Regions from separate parts of the Zea mays genome. Here regions 1 and 3 are each linked to region 2. Evidence: chromatin contacts called from public Hi-C data. All regions are on one chromosome and are shown on one strand. The core of a region is the stretch at or near the end of the contact, and the rest is flanking DNA. Distances in the headings are between cores, read along the strand shown. Region 1 has its middle 200 kb from the start of LOC118476028. Region 2 holds the start of LOC100273606 (CHL-CPN10). Region 3 has its middle 220 kb from the start of LOC103637679.

Region 1 (5,056 bases), core at 1,745-4,244, 290 kb after region 2:
TTGCTCGCTTGAGTAGCACACTAATTGAATTGGGTTTTCAAGCCTCAAAAGATGATGTCTCTCTATTTATTTTCAACCAAGGTGCCACTCAGATTTAAATATTGGTCTATGTTGATGACATTATTATATTGAGCTCCTCTTCACAAGCCACTAATAAGCTTCTTGAGCAGCTGTCACGTGTTTTTGCTGTCAAAGACTTGGGTGCACTTAATTATTTTCTTGGCATTGAGGTTCATCATACTTCCTCTGGACTTCTGTTAACTCAACGCAAATATATACAAGATCTCTTAACACGTACCAACATGGAGAACTCCAAGGCTGCTCCTACATCGATGTTACCAGCTGAGAAGCTCTCTCTACATGATGGCACAACACTTTCTCCTGAAGATACAACTCGGTACAGGAGTGTTGTTGGCACACTTCAGTACTTATCTTTTACAAGACCGGACATCTCCTTCTTTGTAAACTGGGTTTGTCAATTTTTGTCGGCGCCCACAACATCAAATTGGGCTACCGTCAAACGGATTCTTCGTTATCTAAACGGTACACTTGATTATGGCCTGGCTATCACCAAGACACACACTCCGTTGCTTCGGGCCTTCTCTGATGCTGACTGGGCCGGCAATCCAGATGATCGCCGAAGTACAGGAGGTTTCACTATCTTTTTTGGTAACAATCTCATATCCTGGGGATCTCGCAAACATTCAACTATGTCTCGATCTAGTACTGAAGCGGAATACAAGGAAGTCGCTAATGCAACGACAGAAATTATTTGGCTTCAAGTATTACTTCGGGAACTTGGTGTTGTTCTTCCTCGACCACCAGTTCTGTGGTGTGACAATACCGGTGCTACATATCTTACTGCCAACCCAATATTTTATCGAAGAATGAAGCATGTCGAAGTCGACTACCATTTCGTCCGAGAACGTGTTGCTTCCGGCCAATTGGATGTTCGACTAATCTCCTCTAAGGACCAGCTTGCTGATATAATGACTAAGGCTCTACCAGGACCTGCTTTTTGCCATATTTGTAGCAATCTGAACTTGATTTCATCCCGTACAGATTGAGGGAGGGTGTTAGGATAGAGAGGAAATCTCGCTATAGTAGTTATTACTGTTTCCATCCTTGGGCTGCGTCCCATGATACTCGGCATGATTATTGCCATCCATTATAATCCTCTCATTGCTATATAATGATATGCGGTGACCCTCCTTGGGTATCGCCTTCCACCATTCTCACATGCCATACCAAGCACTCGGCAAAAAAGCATGCTTTGTCGAGTACCATACCAAGCACTCGGCAAAGTACCTGACATGGGGACCCCCTCTGGCGGTTTCTTTGCCGAGTGCTGTCAGGCCGACACTTGGCAAAGTTAACTTCTTTGCCGAGTATCACCCGAGACACTCGGCAAAGACACCGTCTCCGTCAACCCGACGCCGTAACGGTTGCTTTTATTTGCTGAGTGCCCACTGGCACTCGGTAAACCTCTTTGCCGAGTGCCCGAGAAAAAGTACTCGGCAAAGAAGGCTTTGCCGATGCACTGTATGCCGAGCCCTCTTTGCCGAGTGCGACACTCAGCAAAGCCTTTGTCGAGTGTTTTTAAGGCTTTGCCGAGTGCTTCAGTCACTCGGCAAAGCCGGCGATTCCGGTAGTGAAACTAAAATCCTCTTTCTATTTAAAATTAAATATCAAGAGTATTTTAGCTTCTCTAGTGTCATCTGGTATTCTCGCTCCCAAACACACTCTTACTATATGTCTATATAGATATTATGATTTCAGAATAGAAATGCGAAACTAAAATCATGAGTGGCCCTGATACTGAAAAACAATACGGAGTACTACTGGCTAGTATAGGTATATTATATTTTTTATAATAATTAACTGACAGTTTGACGCAGTGACACTGAACATATGGCATACTGACATTAGATGCAGCGATGCAGGTCCTGATCTTTGTGGAACCACTCTGCCATGCATGCATGCAGATGCAGCGAGTCGTACGTACCTGATCAAAAGGCTGCTAGATTTGGCATCGGCCAGCAGTAAGCCTATCCACGTGTAGGTGCTGTGCAGTGCAGCTAACTCTAGCTCAAGTAGGAAGCAAGAGCTAAAAATCACTTTCTAGTTTCAACAAATTGGGACGTACAGGTACATGCATGAGATGCAGTGACGTATAGGTAGCATGCATGTAGTAGATGCTGGGCATAGGAGAGAAGCACCACGTACAGGTACATGCATGAGATGCAAGTGAGTGACACCGCACCGACGGAGCACAGTTTTTTGTTTAGCTGTTTCTGGAGAGCACATGATATTATGGAACGGAGCTTGGAAAAGAGCTAGGGATCGAGATCCATCCATCAGAGGTCATAATCGAATAAAAACTTCACGCCGAACCTCTTTGCACTGACCGACCATAGCCTAGCTTCGCAAGCTAGTCCCGTAGCGTAGCAGATTCGTTCGCGACGGCTGCAGTGCAGAATGAGCAGCTAGCTTTGACAGAAAAAAAAAAGAGGAGCTGTTGGCGGATGGTCCGGGTTCTCGACACCCTCCAGGAGGAGGCGAAGAAGAAGCGCAGCACGGTACAAATACAGATGAATTAAAGCTAATGGAGTGGATTGAGGGGGCTATAATCTTGTACTACTTAATTTTAAATAGTGAGTGATTATAGCCCCCTCAATCCCCTCTATTACCCTTTGTCCCAAACAAGTCCTTAGGTTTCGCAGAAGCCACGCCAAGTGGCCGGCCGGCCGGCCTGCAGTCTTTTACGAGCCAACCTTTAATTCTAATACACCGACGCATCGATGCTCCGATGCTTTTCTCTTTCTCTTTGTCGCTTTCAATCGCCCCGATCGAAAGCGCTTTCATTCTCTGGTTAATGATTGGAGCATGACACGCGCGGAAAGAAAATTCTCGGCGCAGTGCGCTTTACGGGCCTAATCCTTACGTGTAGTTCCTATATGTGGGCTTCTGGTTCATCTGTGATCAAGCTGCCAGAAACTTGGCCCAATGGACACTGGGGCAGCAAACTACCGAGAATGGCCGGGCCCAGTCGTGGTCTTATCGACTTATCGCTGCAACTAGCTAGCTACATCCCCAGCCGCTATCCAATATTTTAAACTAGCCAATGGCGCGCCAGCGCGCGTGAATTTATATACTTATTTGTCCCATAAACACAGAGATAGGACATTATATTATACATATATGTATACAGAGCGTTGCAGTCTGCCAGATAATTATGATCATTGCATAATATACGGTCATCATAGAAAGTGGCGGGCTACAAACAGTACATATTTAGCATCTTTGAGTCTACGTATATATATATTAGGATGTATAGACAAAAGATACTTGGATACTATTTTCCAAATAAGACATAATTTACATACATCTGGTGGTGCGTCGAAGGCTTATCTCTGAAGTTCAAACATCCTTCCTGCGGTGTACGATGAGCAGGTTATTTTGAAGTTGAATAGATTTTTTTTGCAATTGAAGTAAAGGATGGTGATAGAGTATATGCATCAACAAATCGAATGAATAAGATATCCTCGCTGCAATCAGACTTTAAACATTTGCGCCTAGCCCTAATCCAAAAAGAAAGGTAAACCAATGAATTTGAGAAGTGAGAAGATTCTTTCAGTTTAGTACCTTTTCGGTGGTGATTGAAAAGACTGTAGGTTTTGGTCTACAGTTTGAAGACTATCGTCTATTTCAAAGCTGTCATGTTGCTGGCATGTAAGTCAACGTGTAAGCATAATGAAATCTAAATATCTCGAAAAAAAATTGAATTACTAAACACGTTGAATTTAACTTACATGTGGAGAAATGGATGCTGATAGTCTGGACAGTGTTGTAGAGCGCGAAATTCTTTGTTTTGTTTCAGATAAGCTTTGTTGGAGTTGATGGATACACCGGAATGTTCAATTTGGTTGATGGCAAGGATAGGTCTCTTCAATATGAAGCTATGACGGACTTGATGAATTAGATTATATGGCATGTTTGTTTGGGATTATAAGCTGCTTAGATTAGATAGACATTCCATGAATGCCCAAAATTAACATGTCCTGCAGAGGGGCCAAAAAATAAGAAAGCTTAGGGAGAAATCTACATTTTTATGGTAATACTGCACTTTAATATACTGATATGCCTTTTAATAGGTCTGTTAAAGTAAGATAGGAGCATCGAAAGTGCGTACTAAAGATTTATAAAAGATAATTGTTAGTATCATCTGAAATATGAATAAAAAACTTTAAGAAAGCAATACAATAACATGAAATGACATATGTATTCCCTAAATGCATCCAAAAGTAACATGTCCTGCATGAAGCCCAATAGCACGCGCGAGTGGATGCATGGCGATCAGTAAAGGCAAAGGCAGGTCCACATTATGCGGTCCTAGTTTCTGTTAATTTTCTTTTTCAGGGGAAACCAAATTTAGGGTTTCTAATGTGATTAAAAAAAGAGGCAAAGAAGCATTTGTGCCTTCCGGTGTAGTTGGAGGGGAAAAGGGGGAGAAAAAAGCATGTGTGCTTTCCGGTGTAGATCGACATCGTATTGTATTCCAGTGTAGATCGAGAGAGCATTGCAAAGATTCAAAACTAAATGCAGGAGAACATGAGAAATCGAAACGAAGCATGGAAAGGATCTGATTACCGCCCAGAAATGACAACGGCGGGTGGTAGACATCGGTGGGAGCAGATACGCCGTCATTGTCGCCCTCAACACCATCGTTATGCCAGAAAGAAATCAGAGATTGGGACCCTTGCAGGGAGCAATGAACATGGTAAAGCGAACTGAAGGCTGAGAACGGTCTGTTTACCTCTAGAAGACGATAGTGTCGGGAGTTCGACGGTGGCAGAGACAGCAGGAGTGTAGCACATTCGATTCAGTTTTTTCATCATCTGCCTTTGCTTGCGCTGCTAAAGAACGACAAGACTCAATTAACCAAATCAGAGGAGATGAGAAGGAATCGATCCAATTTTTTTCCATTCCCATCATCGGTGTAGTTCGGTTGCTGCATCATCAAGCAAAAAGCAAGGAGGGAAAGAAAGGAAGAAAG
Region 2 (5,010 bases), core at 2,399-4,898:
CGCTGACGACGAATGCCCGCAGCGTGAGCTGCTCCCGCCACGACGACACCGCCTTGTCCGCGAACACCCGCTCCACAGACGCCTGGTCATCGGTCGACGCCATTGCCGCCCAGCCCCTCGCCCTTGCCCGCGTGGCGGTGCCACAGCGCAGGGGATGCAGCCGCCGCCTCGGGCACCTCATCCTCGGCCCCGCCCCCGCCTCCAGCGGTGGTGTGCGGCGCCATTTGGTTGGGCGCTCGTGCTCGGGACTCAGGTTGGTGTTTGGTGCCCGTCGCCCTCGCCTTTGAGTGGTGGTTCAAATCGTGGGGGGCAGCGAGGGGGAAGGCGGCGATTGTCTCGATGGCGTTGGGGAAGGCGGCGATTGTCCGAGCGGAGCGAGGGAGACGACGGATGGAGGCGAGGGGACGACGATGGAGGGGCACTGCGCGGAGAATGGAAGGGCACAACACAGAGAATGGAGGGGCATGGGCGTGGTGGCAATGAAAGCGCGACCGAGATCCCGGGAGGGAGCGGAGGGGAGGATGTCGGGGCCGATGATGGCGGCGACGAAAGCGCGACCGAGATCCCGGGAGGGGAGCGTCGGGAGGCAGAACACCACTGTGTGGACGCCTACAATACACAATTAAGTAATAGTAGAGATTATTATGCAGAAAAAGAAAAAAACGGGTACCCGAATTCCGGGTAGCCGTATCCGACCCGAATATTCGGTTATTTACCGGGTAGTTCTCGTTCCGTATCCGACCCGAATCCGAAGCTACAGTATCCGGGTATTACCCGTATCCGTCCCGAATATAAAAATAACCGAATCCGTATCCGAAAAACGGGTATTTGCATTATCCTTATCCGGTAGGTACCCGACGGGTATATCTAATCCGTTTTTACCCCTAGCTCCCACCTCCTCGGCTCCTCCCTTTTTCCTCACACGCACGTCACAGCTACAAGTCTACAACAACCCGCAGCTCCACCGCGGCGTGCTCTCCGTCGATCATAACCTCTACAGGGACGGCTCTACGCGCTGGATGGTCGACCAGCTGGCCAAGGTTCTCGCTAAGCTCAGCGTGGTCAACGTGCTCACCAACGTGCAGGGAGAGATTCGAAAGGTACTTCTTATGCAGCAGGTTTAACTAACCAGAACACCCGTACCTCCACAGCTCCACTGTCGGCTCTCCTCTACTACATTTATTAATCTCCTCTTGCTATGATTTTGGTTTGGTCAACTTTGAACTTCAATTCATTCCCTTTTATATGTATCATGCGAATGACCGAACTCTCTTTTGAGTAGTAATGAACAAACTGTTTGTTTTTGTTTTCCAAATCATTCCCGATCAGATGTCCAAGGTTCCGAACTCTGACCATATTCTCTTCTTTATATACTCCGTACATGAATACTCCATGGTGTTCGACATGCCCATAAACTCTGGCTGAGCAATGAGGACGAGAAACATTAAAAAGAACACACATACATTTCAAACCAATCGAATGAGACTATGGTCAGCACAACAAAATCTGGAGACCCTGATAGAAATAATTAGGATGTTGCCTAAAGAATGTTCAGAAGCAGAAACATCAGATGGGCAATGTAAACATTTCAAGTTCGGTTCAGCACAGTTTCGTATTCCAAACGTGAGCAAGAGCCTCTGTAAAGAAAATGGGCATTAACATAATTCCAGTTTATGGCGACCAAAAATCAACGGTAACTAACAATCATCTAGAAGCTGAATTAACGAACGTTCAAATGGCATACAACAAAGTGGGGGCAAGATAAGTTCATGCCGTTGGAGCATTCCCAGGTAAGTCCGAAATTTTCATGGTAAAATTCATTCAACTACAGCTAACAAGTCTGACTCACGGCAGAAGCAGTGCTTCTCTTCATCAGTACCAAGCTCCACCTACAACACAATGAGCTAAGTCAGCTAGGTTGATTGAATCGGAAAATGTAGGGCTCACGGCAAGGCCAAAAAAAATTGTTAAGAGAAAATAAGCCAGTTACCTCATAAGCATTGATGTCTGAGAAGAGAACCTGCAAGTGCAAACTGGTTACAGTATTCTACATTATGAGCATTGTACTACGGTAAAAGTAAAAGTACATTCAACAAACTATGCAAACTGTAAGAATTGACACAGTAACAATTTCAATTGCCGGAAAAATTGACAAGGATAGAAAACAAAAATAAAGCATGTCTATTTCTGGCGTGACAAGCAGATTTCAGTAGCAGACAATGTCATAATGGTAGCATCTTGCAAATTAGCACACTATATTTGTTTTAGAAACATAACCACTCTTCAATCTACTCAAGTAAACATAGTCCATTCACTTAGTTCCTTTGTCCAAGATAAACAATAAATTTGAATAGTAAGATTAGAAGACAAACCACAAAGCAAAGTGTGACATAATATGATAGATTGTTCTCCAAAGTATAAACAAAAGTGTGAAATATATGATAGATTGTTCTCTAAAGTATAAACAAACTTCACACGCAAAGCACAAAAATGCTACTTGTTTGCACAAGTGAGCATTTGAGCATGCATCAATAAGAGTTAAGTCATAAAATGTTCCTTACCTTCTTCCCAGCCTCAACTTCACTGACTTCAGCACCGATCGATAGAATCTAGCATGAACAATACAATGTGGTCAGACTATATCCTACTAAAATTAACAATCACAGAAACAGATAGTAGTGCCTTCAAGATCTCACCTCACCCATCAGATATCTCTCAAACTTAACAGCAGATTTTGGTAGCAATACACCGCCAGCAGATTTCTGCATGAATAAAACAGTTTTGTCAGAAACTCAGAACTCAGAACAATCAATTATATCAAACTATCAACTTCTAAAAACTTCAGCAGACACATGTGCATTCCTGTAATACAGTTTCACAGGAAACAGGATTGTACAGTAATTCAGGTATAGAAAAGGACGGGTGCAACAGTTGATTCTAAAATTTTAAAATTACAGAGCCCTGCTAACATGTCAAACTAACCACACTTATTGATAGTACTGCAATATCTCTAATCGGTGCAGTAAACAGAATACTGTAATTATAGTTGGGGGAGTGTTAGCTTGAGTGAATCAATTATACTGCTATATAAATAAACTCAGATTCCATAAGACATTTCAAAACCCAAGTGGTCGTAGTTGCTCTCAAAGTCAGAGTAACTACAGCACTTAGGCTTTATACGGCTACACTCGTATCCGTCTCAATCCATGCGTATTGGAGTGGAGACACGATTGATAGCGGAGAGACCTCAGGGATCTGCTCAAGACGGACGAGAACCCGGTCGTTCTGCGGCGCCACCTGCCCCCCCCAAAAAAAAACCAAGAACCACACCGTTAGACTTAGATCATAAATTCCACCCAGCAAACCTTGAAGACTCGAAACCAGAGCGCATGGATTCACACAGCAGCGAACCCACCCACCTTGGCAGGGTCGTACTTAAGCGCGGCCACGCGCAGTCCAGCCCGTCGGGTGTGGGCAGCGCCTAGCGGCCTGCGGCTGCTGCCGCTGCTGGCTAGGAAGGGCGAGGTGGACATGGCGGCGAGGAGTGAGGGCGCCATTGGAGCGGAGACCAGGGGGCGGAGGCGCGGAGCGTGGAAACTTCCAGAACGACGGGCTTCCTCTCTCTCTCTAGAGGATAGTTGCGTCGCGTGCCGTCCCTTATCTGTTTTTGCACGGGGATGGATTTCTTCTCGATGCTTCTATAGTTTCTTGTTGGGCCTTCATCTCGAAATGGTCTGTATAATCTGGAGGTGGAGGGGCTTAGCATCAATTTCGGCCCCATTACGAATTTACGATTTGTGCTGGCCCGCTGGAACAATGGGCCTGAAACAACGTAAGTTTTCTTTTGTATAATGCTTCATATCCTCGATATGGAATGGAATGTAACAACCGGCCGTAGATTAGATAAGCGCCCTTGCTGCGCTAGTTTTAGCCTCGCAATCTGTCTTTGTCGTTGTTTTGGTTAAAGAAAAAGGCTGGAAAAGCTCGGCGAATGGCAACTTCTCTATTCCGTTCTCATGGCAGAGCCCTTAGACACTGCACGTAGACACTGTCGGCCAGCTCTCGGATGATAATTGTTCAGAGAAACAATTCTGGCACCAGGTATATAGAATTAAAAAGGATAAACACCACAAGTTCATTTGTCTGGTAGCGGTTGGTATGCCGTATGCGTGGTACTTCCTCAAATTCAATACTAAAAGCAAAGTCACCAATGGTTTTAGGCAGGTCAAACATTTTGATTTAACTGGAATTTTAGAAAGTGTTAATAATATTTATTGTACATCATAAATAGTAATAGTCTCTTATATATACTAAATTAGTTAAAGTTAAAATATATTTAAATTTCGAAGAAGCAAGAGTATTTTATTGAGTGAAACTGTTAGAAATTGTAGTTAGCTAAAACGTTAGAGAGCAGTTTAAGAAAAAAGAAGAACCACATGATATGGGCATATGTCTAGTAGTCTGCATACGGTTGGCTGCAAGATGGTTACTACCTCTACCTCCCTAAACAAATATCCCTAAATAGATGCCGTTTTGTGTGTGTTTTTGAGGAGTTAAATTCTTTCCGCTTTAACTAAAATATATATAATAAATAAATAATTGTAGTATATAATTACTATGATTAGATAGATCGTTAAATCTATTTTTGTAATAAACTTATGTGGAGATGCGAATTATCTGAATTAATTGTTTGCTAGAGAAATACAGATCGGTATATCACGTAGGAAATTAAATTAGAAGGTTAGCATATGGGACGCAAAGTTTACACTGGTTTCAGATCTCAACCTCCCGTCTCTTTGTTTAATATCCTCGAGTTTACAAGCGGGTCCTCATGGTAGTTGGCTAGCGGAGGCTAGCTTAGGCGAGATGTCTAGAGATGTATGGGAATATGGATGCTAGTTGAGTTAATGCTAGGGAAATGTATTATGTATATAATAATAGTATAGTGGAGTATGGAGGATTGATTTAGAGTGAACGGCTGTAAAGAATAGAGATATAAGGGAAGAGAGA
Region 3 (5,085 bases), core at 1,805-4,304, 270 kb after region 2:
CTGTCATGTTCCTTCCAAAAAAGCATACAATTGTCTTGGCAAACATCAATCTTCTCATACTCCATACCAAGACCTTCAAGCAATTTTTTGGACTGGTACATGTCTTTGGGCATCTTGTGACCCGTAGGAAGAACCTCACTAATCAAATCCACAAGCTCCTTGTAACAATTAATTGAAAATGCAAACTTGGACTTGATTGACATCAGTCGGGTCACGAATTCGAGCACGGTCACGTTAGTGTGCCCGTGAAGAGGCTCTTCTGACGCTTTAAGTAGGTCGAAGAACTTCTGAACCTCCGGTGTAGGTGAATCATGATGATCTGGTGCCAGTTCAGGCTGCAGATCCTCAAGCATCTGGTCCATCCTATCAACATCATCTTCACCGTCATCAACTTCTACTTCTGCTGCTCGTTCAGCATCTTCACCATGGAGATACCAGACCTTATAGCCTGGCACGAAACCATGCGAGCACAGGTGTAGTGTGACCTGCCTCTTGGTGTGGCTCGTCATATTTCTACATTTATTGCATGGACACCTAATATTATCTATTTGTGACAAAGCAGCTGCATGGTCCAGAAACATCTGCGTCTTGGCAAACCATTCACTTGTGTGACACCCACCCTTCTTGAAACCTTCATACATCCAATCACGTCTATCACCCATTATTGCGGGTGTGTGTACGAGTAAAGAGTGTGTGAGACAATATCACGTTTCTAAACGTAACACATACATCTATATGTAAGTAGTAAAACTATATATATATATATATATATACATAAATAACTATATATATACATAAAAACTATATATATACATAAATATATAGTTATATACATAAATAACATTAAATTTATCAATAGCGAAACCTTCATACAACCTAATATGATAAGTTAAATCTATTCAATAAATAACATCAAATTCAACAATTTAATAGAATAAGTTAAATTTATTATAATAATAAAAATTTTGAATTATACGTAACATCAAGGCACACATGTGATATTAAACTAACTCTATTCACACTCTAATCACATGTTATATTAAATTAACTCTAATTACACTCTAATCACACCCTAAACTAACTCTAATCACATGAAAGTTAACTCCCATCGGCCATAAAAAACCGACGAAAATAAACATTTGTACACACATTTAAAAATAACACTCGCATCATTATAATTCAAACCATAATATACCTTAACGGTCCGGGGCGGCTGCGGCGCTCCGCGGCGGCGGCGTTGGTGGCGGCGAGCAGCGGGCGACGCTTCGGGGGCGGGCGGCGCTCCGGGGCCGGTGGCGCGGCGGACGGCGCTCCGGAGGCGGGGCCGGCGGCGGTCGTTGCTCCTAGAGCGGGCGGCGCTCCGTGGGCGTGGGTGGGCGGCGCTCCGGGGGCGTGGGCGGACGGCGGGCGGCGCTATGGGGCTGGCGGCGCTAGGGGGCGGCGGCGGGCGGCGCTACGGGGGCGGCGGCGGGCGGCGCTACGACGCCGGGGCGGTGGCGGTTGGGGGCGGCGCTCCCGGGGCGGCGGCGGGTGCGCTCTAGGCCGCGGGCGGGCGGCGGGCGGCGGTGGTGAGCGGCGGCCGGCGTCGAGAGGTGGTGAGCGGCGGCGGCGTGAAAACGACAGAGGCAAGCGAGCGAGAAAATGAGCCGCGCGGCGGCGGCGTCGGGCACATAAACATTTAATTCCCGTCGGCTAGCGTCAGGGCCGACGGGAATTAGTTAACTCCCGTCGGCTGGCGGCTGGGCCGACGGGAGTTAAACTAAAGCCCGTCGGCTGGTGGCTGGGCCGACGGGAATTAAAATAAAGCCCGTCGGCTGGCGGCTGGCCGACGGGAGTTAAAATAAAGCCCGTGGGCTGGAATTGAGCCGACGGGAGTTATTTAATTCCCGTCGGCCCGCGCTCGGGCCGACGGGAATTAAAATGGCCGACGGGAATCTTCCTGATTCCTGTAGTGGGAGGAGAGGAAGGAGAGCACTCGCATCCGGAAGAGCGCTCGCATCCGGTCATTTTAGGGTGCGTTTGGTTGGAGAGTCGACTAGAATGGAACGACTCCATTCTAATTTTTGAGAATGGGGTCGGTCTATTCTGAGTTTGGCAAGCAGAACAGAGCCGCTCCATTTTTTGTTTGCTTGAAGAGTAAAATAGAGCAGAGCTGCTCTGTTCTTTGTTTGGTTGGAGAGTCACATGAGTATAGAGATGAGGAGAGAGAGGAGGGCGCTTGCGTCCGGTAGAGCACTCGCATCCGGTCATTTTGGTGGAGCGGGAGTATTCTAAATATTTATGGTAAATTTTTATATGGAGACTACAGGATCCGCTCTTTTTTGTTAAAACAAAATATACAGAAAATAGGAATGCAACCGCTTCATTCTCATCCACTACGTACTCAACCAAACACACCCTTAATAAACTGAAAGTATTCCAAGTATTTTCATATAGAGACTCTAGTAGCCGCTCGGTTATTATTGAAAACCAAGCATTAAAAATAGAAATAAAGTTGCTCTATTCTTATCCACATCTCAGCCAAACTGACGCGCATTCTATTGCGTGCCGTGGATGGATTCTTTAATTTTTCAACTCCTTTTGTTTTTATTTACTACAGCAGCTAGCCTAGAGCGTGCGAGCAGGAAATCATCGGTGTAGTCATTAGGCTTGCCAGGACCGAAAGACATGAGTAATAAAACAGTAATAAAAAAAGGAAGAGGCGCCTCTGTAGCCTGCATCTCCAGTCCATCCCCCAATGCATTGTCTTCAGCGGGTCCATGATGAGTCCCATGAGCGATCGAGAGGTTCTGCTCCGCCAGGCTACTGTACCTGGACGGAGCACTGCGCATGTCCCCCGCCTGGCTGCATTGCGAGACGACGGAGCAGTGATGCATCGGCCACCAGTTACTGCGCCCTCGCTCTGACCTTCTGCTTCCTTCCTGGGCCAGTTAGTATATTAGTAACAATCATGGAAGGGGGCAAGCGCTAGTGTCACGTGCATGCATGCCTCCCGCCGGCCTAGGTTGTCCATCCATCCCATCCATCTCCATGCCGACGCTGCATGCAGTGCCGCCATGGCATGATGCATTGCACACGCTGGGACGCTGTGGGTGCCTGGGCGTGTGGGGGTGGGGGCTCTGCTGTGCCTGATGCTATCTCGAGACTGCTCAAGTACGTGCCCGCCTAGCTAACATTACGGATCGGCAGTCGGCACCTAGCAGTGTAACTGACAAGTGACATGGGGACGAGACGACAGCATGGACGCCTTGCATGATGCTTCAACCTTCAACAGTTAGTGCTAGTCCAACAGATTGAGCAGCCGCAGAGGAATCTATTTAGCTAGCCGGAATCGATCGGCATCATGGATTCATATACGTGCGTGCGTATATGCTGTGGACTGCTAGTCTCCCTCTCCTGCATCCTGTGCTGCTGTGTCGCTGGCTCGCTGCTATGGCAGGCTACCACCACGCGCGAGACACATCACACATCCATCCATCTCTCCCTTTCTTACCATAATAACCGCCAAGCAAAATTGATAACAAAAAAAAAGTTGGCCTGCAGACATTGTAAAAAAAAGAACCACGCTCTTGTAGAAAAAGTAGAGTAAAGATCTTACCGAAAAGCATGCTCTAACAAACTCCGATCTCTCCTGATTCGATTCGATGTATATATAATGCCTGCCTGCCGCATCATGAGGATTGCTACGCATTTCTTTTGATTAAGGTTGCTTGCGCTTTAATCCTCCGCCGATTCCGTGAACAACATATGGCGATTATATTCTACTCCCCCCAATGCAATGCAATGCATAGCACTGGTTGTGTTCCGTTCTCTAAGAAAGCTCCCATTCCCATCTCACGTATCACTGTCAGCTAGCTGTCCTTTTAAGCAGATATATATATACGAGGAGAAAGAAACCGACGGACACTGCTTTTTTTTCTCCGAGCTACCAAGGAATTGATGGCATTTACATAAACTGTTAGTGAAGCAAGATCATGACGCCTCTACCGAACCTGAACAGCATGTATCAAGACAAGAGGAATCGGGTCCTGTTGTATTAAAGGCATGGTGCTACCCCAGCTTCCTCGATGGGTGGCAGTGCTAAGCCGTTAGGAGGCCGTCCTTCACTGCCTGAATCTTCGGGTTAATTGAGCGAGTGAAGAGGTAATAGAAGCCCTAGGCTTCCCCTACTAATGGAAGCCCAGCCAGGACACGGTCGGCCCAGCACCCACGTGCTTGCGTCAGCCATGCAGTCGACAACCAAGAATTCAGGACGATAAGCGTAAGACAATATACGAATGCATATATATATATATATATATATATGGATAAAGATGCGTAAACCATGTATAAAGGAATCTTTTGACGCCCGAATCACGTGGAACGAATATGACATTGTGGACAGCGTTTACGACTGCATAATGACTTGTACTTGACAGTATAAATCATGTAGTATGTGGTTCCGGTTCTGGCTCGGGCGGATTCCTGCGTAAACCGTGAGCTAAAACAACGTAAATGATTACGAATTTTAGCGTAAATCGTAGATCTGTTTCGAAACGACAAATGCGATCCGAAAATTACGACATAAAAATCTCGCACGTCCCATCGTGATCGGGTTCTGACTCGGACAGATTTTAGAGTAAAACATAAAAAACAGCGTAAATCGTATATCTATTTCGTAACGGCGAATTGGCCCGGAAATTACGGCGTGAAAATCTCGCGCGTCCGATCGTACACGGGTTCTGACTCGGGTAGATTTCAGCGTAAAACGTGAACCAAAATAGCATAAATCATTGATCTGTTTCGTAACGACGAATGGGGCCTAAATTACTGCGTGAAAATCGCATGCGTACGATCATGCGCAAGTTCTGGCTCAGTCGGATTTAAACGTAAAACATGAACCAAAACAACACAGTGTAAATGGGTATGAATTTTAGCGTAAATCGTCGATCTATTTCATAATGGCAAATGTGGCCCCACATGAGGTTGTCGCAAAACACATCAATACATGTCGTAAATTAAAGTAAAACATATCAATATATGTCATAAATTGGTGAAAAGGCAACACGTGATTTGAGGTAATTATAGCATAAAATGCAAGCTAAC

The links. Hi-C and Micro-C count contacts between places; a contact is called where the count stands out from the background.
Region 1: a contact with region 2 is called in a Hi-C map of tassel, with 2.7 times the contacts expected there. The contact joins the enhancer-like site here to the promoter of LOC100273606 in region 2. A contact is called at or near these places in 4 of 25 Hi-C or Micro-C datasets (bundle sheath, ear, leaf and 1 more).
Region 3: a contact with region 2 is called in a Hi-C map of ear, with 3 times the contacts expected there. The contact joins the enhancer-like site here to the promoter of LOC100273606 in region 2. A contact is called at or near these places in 4 of 25 Hi-C or Micro-C datasets (bundle sheath, ear, leaf and 1 more).

What each region holds. Positions count from the first base shown.
Region 1 is chr1:97,206,134-97,211,189 of Zm-B73-REFERENCE-NAM-5.0, reverse strand. No RefSeq gene overlaps it. Among protein-coding and RNA genes, the nearest start is that of LOC118476028, 200 kb to the right of the region's middle. Within about 2 kb of position 2,994, at least 19 of the 20 cell types and tissues checked have an H3K27ac peak or open chromatin away from gene starts, as enhancers often do. A contact at or near this core is called in bundle sheath, ear, leaf and 1 more, where this site is marked.
Region 2 is chr1:97,501,529-97,506,538 of Zm-B73-REFERENCE-NAM-5.0, reverse strand. It overlaps LOC100273606 (CHL-CPN10), which reads right to left and starts at 3,648. Exons shown (of 6, transcript NM_001365740.1): 1 at 3,420-3,648; 2 at 3,247-3,297; 3 at 2,697-2,762; 4 at 2,562-2,609; 5 at 1,991-2,020; 6 at 1,642-1,889. The coding sequence starts at 3,557. The coding sequence ends at 1,818. It also overlaps the pseudogene LOC103644803.
Region 3 is chr1:97,227,725-97,232,809 of Zm-B73-REFERENCE-NAM-5.0, reverse strand. No RefSeq gene overlaps it. Among protein-coding and RNA genes, the nearest start is that of LOC103637679, 220 kb to the left of the region's middle. Within about 2 kb of position 3,054, at least 8 of the 20 cell types and tissues checked have an H3K27ac peak or open chromatin away from gene starts, as enhancers often do. A contact at or near this core is called in ear and tassel, where this site is marked.